Linked DNA regions of Mus musculus: region 1 is linked to region 2. A link is a contact called in public capture Hi-C data. All regions are on one chromosome and are shown on one strand. The core of a region is the stretch at or near the end of the contact, and the rest is flanking DNA. Distances in the headings are between cores, read along the strand shown.

Region 1 (3,409 bases), core at 247-2,746, 790 kb before region 2:
GTCTCCAACTCGGTCGGAGGGGCTGCCAAAGCACCAGTCCTGGACTGATGGAGGAGCTGCCCGCTTCACGACCTGAGCACAGAGCCCCCCAGGCTGCTCTCATTGTCCACTGGCTTTAGTTGCCTGTGTCCTGGAGTGGGAGGCAGAGGGGAGGAAGCTGGAAGCTCATGCTGCTGCAGACGGTCTATCTGTAAGCTTGTTTGCTGCATGTGTGCATGCCTGTGGGCCACCCAGAGCCGGAGGCCTGTCAAAGGCTGCAGAGGGATGGCAGGTGTACACACTCACAGCCCGTGCCAAGCTGGGCCTTCCCCTCATAAAGACCTGGTTCTTGTTGGCTACTTTCCTGCCCGCTCAGAGCCAAACTCAGTGATCTATTCTAAGCAGGCTGCTGTCCCTGGGCACACTCAGGCCTTCTGTTTGTCCACAGCCAGCCTGTGAAACTCTCATAATGTAGCCTTGTTCTCCTTACCACACAGCGGCTCGCTGCTCAGAGCCTGCCCGGGGAGGAGGCCATGCCAGCTGCATAGAGCTGGTTTCCAGGAAGACACAAGCACTGTGTGTGGCCAGAGATGGAGACACCTCTCTGTTGGCAACCCCTTCAAATTAGGGTCAATTTGTTACAGGCAAAAGGCATTTCCAACAAGCAGAGAAAGCAGGCTCCAATACTGAGCTCCAATACATCAAATGCACAGGGCCTTTGGGAAGACCGTCTGGCCCTTATAAGATGGCCTAATCATTCTTCAAGACTAAGCCAAAGTCCCCCTGTTTCCTGCCTAATGGACATACACAGCTGAAGGCCCCTCTCTCTGTCATCTTGCCCTGTTGGTTTTCCCTGTGTGCATTTTCTGTCTTATCTCTAGACTCTCAAGTGCCCACCCAACCTGAGGCCCTAGGGCTGTTTGCATCCAGGAGAGCCACCAACAGAGTGTGACACATAAACTACAATATCAAATCACAGTGTCAGAAGTTTGGACATCCCTGCAAAGAGTAGGCCTAAGAGAAGAGGGAGGACCTATGTAGGTCCCACTTGCCCGGGGCTTAGTATATTTCCAGGCTCAGAGAAAGCTATGGCCAAGACTGGCTCATCAGAGGAACAAACTAGCCACCAAGTTAGTCTATAAATCCATCAAGCAACCATGGCCAACTGCTTAACTGAGGAGACAGGGGGACAGGAGCAGGAGAGAGACTGAGTCCCCATCCAGCAGGAATCCTTGCCTATAATGGGGTTTTAACCACATAATCAGGTCAGAGGCAGGGCAGATTTCTGGAGCAGATGCCAGTCCTAGGCCTGACCCTTACAACACTGCACCATGAGTGTGATTTGAGCAACCACGTCAGGGTGGCATGCAGGACCTCAGAATCCCTACGCCTGCTACTCACTGGGCCTGAAGTACCTCCTAGGATGGACAGCTCCATCTGCATTCTCTACTTCTCTCCCTATCCCCTCTGTCTAGCGCCTGCCCTGCCCTGCCCTTCTCCATGGAGACAGCAATTCTACCTATTCCCATTACAAAGGCCTTGGGCTAGGCCAGGCCTGCCCTGGCTTGCCCATCCTCTGTCCCTGGTATTCAGTAAAAGCAACTCGGGGTACCCACCTAGTGACCATTTCTGTGGAGTAAACAATGAACCTGCTACCTCTAGAGGTTCATGCTTAGGCTGGGTAGGTCAGAACCTTAGGCACCAAGTGATAACATGATAGAGTTTGTAGTTTTGTTGGTCCGTTTGGTGTTGGGGATCAAACTCTGATCTTCGGCATGTCAGGAAAGGGCTCCTCTGCTGAGCTGCACCTCAGGAACTTCTGGGTATAGAGATAGCTCTGAAGCCTCTAGCCTGCCACTGGTGATGGCAGGGAGAAGGATGGGGAGGGGAGAGCAACAAGTGAGTACTAGGTGATGGGCTGGGCCAGGGGAGGGAGCACAGGAGTTCCTGATCCCTAAGCAGAGTGGCTGAGAAGGGCCAGGCAGGCAAGCACTGGAGTCCCAAGAGAGGGACTGTGATTTAGTAAGTAGAGGCACTAACAGGTGTTATGTGTGACAGACTGTGGAGGGGCAGGGCATGTGGAACTCGCCTTAGGTGTGCAGGGTCTGGATTCGGTCTGAGTCAGTAACGAGTGTCAGCAATAAAGATCAAAGGCACAGGCTTTTTTGTTTGGTTGATTTGGTTTTTCGAGACAGGGTCTCTCTATGTAGCCTTGGCTCTCCTGGAACTAGGCTGACCTTGAACTCATAGAGATCCGCCTGCCTCTGCCTTCTGACCATGGGATTAAAGGTGTGTGCCACTACCCTCCAGCTTGGGCACACGCTTTATTTGACTCCAAGGGCTCATTTCCCAGAGGCAGGACCACGGGACCTGGAAAATTCAGAGCCAGGAAGGAGATTCTCCTTCCTGGGCATTTGTAAGCCAAGCTGTGGGAAGAAATGGAGGGCTTGCTGGAAGAAGAAGCCTGCCAAATCATTTGACCCAGAGAATCTAGAGAGGTCTGTGACTGAAAACGGCCTCACGCAAGCCCAGAGGTGTTCAGCTGGCAAGATTGGCTTGGCTTCATATTGCTACAAATAAGTACAATGATAATCATTATAGTGCTTTTACTGTAATAGGAGAAACTGTCTCAGAAATCACACTTTCAGAAAGTCATCGTTTTGGTCAGCACCCCTGTACGCAGCTGACATCACTTGTATGTCAGTAACAGAGGAAGACTAGAAACTACCTGAATGTTCATTGCACAGGTGTGGTCTCTCTTCTTGCAGCCTCTAAAAAATACACGCAAAAATAGACTGTTTGCAGATGAAGGAATTAAAGCTAACTTTTGTCAGGTCTTCACCTTTTTTCTGTTTTCTGTTCTGTCTGCAATAAACTCGTAGCAATTTTTAATGTGAATAGTTTCAAGGACAAATGAATACTGGGGTGATAAAAATAAAAATATCCTTCATTTGCCAAGCTCCAAGAGTGATTTTTAAAAGCCAAGCTGCGCCGTGGCAGCCCATCAGAGCATCTTCCGACATCTGTCTGCTGTTGTACCATAGTAACCCAGCTTGTTTGGGAAAGAAAATCATTTTCTCCAGGGCCAGCCTGCCGCCACCAGCCCTGCCCTCCAAGATGGCTTCCAGAGTTGGCTCAGGACACAGGCTCCACCCTTATCTGGGCTCCCAAGCTGTCCTCACTGTGCCCCTCCCACGTTCCATTTCTTTCTGCTACTACAGATAACGGAGTCTCTGCTGAGAAGAATCCACCTTTGAATTTGGCTTCCAAAACAATCACTTTCAGGGTTGCGGGAGGGGACAGAGGGAACAACCTATTTGAAATTGTTCAAGGCTGTGAACGGATGCTCTCCTGTTCTCTTGGACAGCAAAGGCTGGACTGGTATCAAAACTACATGCCACCGTGAACGTTCATCTCCCATGGAAGTTGG
Region 2 (3,485 bases), core at 25-2,524:
AACAAAACAACAATTACTACTACTACTACTTTAAGCCAAATGTGTGTAGTACTTGCTCATAATCTCATCATTCAGGAGATGGAAGAGAAAGGATTCAGAGCTCAAGACTAGCCTGGGCTACATAGTGAATTTGAGGCTAACCTGAGCTATCTAGCAAGATTCTGTCATAACAAAGCCAAAATCAAATAAAAGGCCAAGTTTCACCTTGCATTTTGTCTTACATGATGTTTTCCCTCATTTTCCATTTATTCCTTCAACAATTTAAAGGTAGGCTCTATGAAAGCTATGAAAGCTCTCACCATCATAGAGCAGGGAGAGGGCTCTCACTGCAGAGAAAAGCAAGAGAGGAGGAAGAGGACCAACGGGTGTGGGGCCAGGAACCTGGGCCCCAAACTGCTGACTCTGCATCAGCCCTCCCGCTGTCTGCACTGGAAATAAAACGGCTCTTTCTCATGAGTGTGGAGTACATTTTAAATCACTGCATATAGCATATCACCATCTTGCAGCGATTGCATCAGATTATAAAGAAGGGCTATGTTAATATTTTTCATGCTTTAAAATCCCCAATGGCATCATTTTTGGCATATTCTATATTTGGAAGAAATTCAGGCCACACATGTGGAAAAAATATGCACTTCGTTTAAAAAGGCTGAACAAAAAAAAAAAGAAGAAGAAGAAGAAGAAGAAGAAGAAGAAGAAGAAGAAGAAGAAGAAGAAGAAGAAGAAGAAGAAGAAGAAGCACATCCAGTGATCTAAGAGCCAATGCGAGCAAGACTCCCATAATTCACTGGGGGCCATGGTCTCTCTTACAGTGTTATCTGCTCCATCACGTGGGGAAAGGAGAAACCCAGATTTTCTCCTTTAAGGACTCACTTTTGAGCAATTGCTTCCTGAGGTTAATTTGAAAGACAAAAGGCAAAAAGCAGACAGTAAAACTCCTGACCCAGTGACCAGCCTTGGTTTTTACCGGAAGTGGCCTTGGGAGCTGGGGGGACTGGGGGCAGGAATGCCGCCTCCAAGGCTCCTCTCCTTGGAACCCCCAAGGGGACAGCACCTGTAGCCAGAGTCCTGAATCTTCTACGCCCTGCTTCTGGATGTACTCCACCTTCCTGTTTTGCCTCCAAAACAAAACAAAACAAAACAAAAAAACCCACCCTTCTTTTTGGAAAGCTTTTGACTTTCCAAAAGAATGTCCTTTCCCTCTGCCCTCCCCTAGGCGCCTCCACAGGCTCCGGCCTCTGCTGTGACCTGGCTGGGAGGAATTTACTGACTCGCTACAAATGAGAAAGTCTATCTTGCAGTTTCTGGCAAGTCTCAACACTGCTCATTTCCACTGACACAAGCCACAGGCCCCGCGGGGTGGAAGGACTTGGGTGTGGGGGAACCATGAGCCCTCCCTGAAGAGGTGCCAGCGGGCTGGGCTGAGCTGGGCTGGGCCGTCGCTTGCCTCCCCTGTGGTAGCGTCTGCATGTACCAGTTGTGGTCCTGTACTTCGGACTGCCAATGGCGGCACAGCCCCACTGGGCTCCTCACCAGCAGCTTGGTGTCTTTGATGACGCAGAGCAGCTTGGTCCACTGGCCAAAGCGTTTCTTGCGCAGCAGGAAGGCACAGATCTTGGCGTCTTTCACCAGGTCCATAGAGGCCTCCTCTGACGGCCACTGATGCCGAGTTTTCTTCCCCTTCCCGTCCTCTTCCTCTTCATCATATGACTCATAGGAACTGCTCATGGCATCAGAGTCATAATCTGTGGAGGAGAAAAGGGTAGAGGTGAGAGGCCGACCCTCCAGCTCACCTCACCTGGCCTTATTTCCAGCCACCGTAGGCTTCAGTGAGAAAGGGCTTCCGCCCTGGCACTGGGGATAAAACTTGCACAAGTCAGGCACTGAGAACACATCAAAATGCTTCAAATGCAACGACTAAAACATTGAGATTCATTTTTTTTTAAATCTCTAGATTCGTTCACATCAACAGGATGATGTCACCCCAATGGCAGCATTAACTGTGCCCTGCCTTGGGTGGTCACTCGGGAACCATGTCCGTGAAGAGTCCTCTGCTCCTCTTTATCTGGCCTTGATTAAATCCACCCCCACCCCAGTCTTCTTGTTGACACTACCACCCACAGACCCTTCAGTACACTTGGGATCCACCAGAGGCCACCTCTTCCCACTGGCTTGCCTTGGATCTGGGCAGGACTGGTCCCATCTCTCTAACAGAACAAATCTCACTCAAGGACACCCCAGTTCTTACACTTTCTCCACACATAGCCTGCTCCCTCTTCCTCTGGGCTCTCTGTACACACCCGAGCTGCCCCATCTCCCTCCTCTCTCCTGGGATAATGTGTGTTCATGTCTAGCATTAAGCTATGGCTCCCTCTGGCCAGTACCATGGGCTCAAGATTCCCTGAGACTCTCATGCTGAGTGAGGTCTTTAGGCTAACATGACTGCATCTGATGGAGCTTTTGGATTACGATTCAGATGAAATCTGTTACCAATACGACCATAAGGTAGAGTCCTAATCCAATGGGAGTGGTGAGAGAAAGGGACAAGAGGAAAGAGGGGGGAAGAAGGGAGGGGGTGAGGACATGTCCAGAAGGCACACCTCTAAGACAGGCCATCTGTAAGATAAAGCACTGGTACGATAACTCTAGCATGGCCCAAGAATTTCAGCATTCCAGCCTCTGAGCTGAGAGTGATTTGAGGCAGCAGCCTGAGCAGGCCAACAGCACACTGTGTCATAGGCCCTTGTGACACACTGTACACACTCCAACAGACTCCTCACTGTGTGCACAGGTCAGCTCTTTACGCCAAGCTGGGAACCCTGGGAAGAGAGCATCCTGTTGTATGTGGTAGCTCTCCCAGCCAGCACCTAGCAAAGCTCCTATTGCAGGAACATGGCCAGTGCACTGTCAGGGAAGGATCCTTCAGAGGGACAATGGCACATTCAGGCCTGGGGTGGCTGGGAAGAGAAGTAACAGACAGAGCACTTGAGGCAGTGGTAACCTGAGAGTGTGAGAGCTGCCAGTCTGAAGTGCTGAGGATGCAGACAGGAGGTTGCAGTAGAATAACTTGTCAGTCAGGCCAGGCTCCTGCCATCTTCAGATCAGCAGCCTCTCTTTCTCCTCTCCCCTCCTACACACCAGCACGTGGCTATCCCAGTGTCTGCATCTGCCTAACACCCCCTCTTTACATGGCAGCCTCAAAGGAACTTTTCAACCTTCATTTTCATGAAGGAATTAAGTCACACATGGTTCCAGGGCCCCAAAGCCTATGGCTGTGTGGATACCATACAGCAAGGCAAAGACAGAAGGCAGGCTCTGACTGGAGGGGCAGATGGGGGGAGCATACCATCAGAGAGGCTCATGCTGTCAAACAGGGACCTAAGAGCCAGAAATGCCAGACCCTGGGAGAAGGAGATTGTCACCTGGCCCCTGGAGAAGATGCTGGCAGCCCGCCACAGGTCTAAGAAAAGTGCTATAAGCCAATG

Evidence for each region. Capture Hi-C pulls out chosen DNA fragments and counts their contacts.
Region 1: a capture Hi-C map of embryonic stem cells shows a contact between it and region 2, with 2.1 times the contacts expected there. The contact joins two enhancer-like sites. A contact is called at or near these places in 1 of 39 promoter capture datasets (hippocampal neurons), 5 of 115 datasets of contacts at active chromatin or transcription factors (bone marrow-derived macrophages, embryonic forebrain, embryonic hindbrain and 2 more) and 1 of 9 other capture datasets (embryonic stem cells).

What each region holds. Positions count from the first base shown.
Region 1 is chr5:36,735,953-36,739,361 of GRCm38.p6, reverse strand. No RefSeq gene overlaps it. Among named protein-coding and RNA genes, the nearest start is that of Gm33114, 7.6 kb to the right of the region's middle. Within about 2 kb of position 1,496, at least 77 of the 459 cell types and tissues checked have an H3K27ac peak or open chromatin away from gene starts, as enhancers often do. A contact at or near this core is called in embryonic stem cells, where this site is marked.
Region 2 is chr5:35,946,295-35,949,779 of GRCm38.p6, reverse strand. Afap1 (actin filament associated protein 1) reads right to left here. Exons shown (of 17, transcript NM_027373.2): 5 at 1,534-1,745. Among named protein-coding and RNA genes, the nearest start is that of Afap1, 55 kb to the right of the region's middle. Within about 2 kb of position 1,274, at least 58 of the 459 cell types and tissues checked have an H3K27ac peak or open chromatin away from gene starts, as enhancers often do. A contact at or near this core is called in embryonic stem cells, where this site is marked.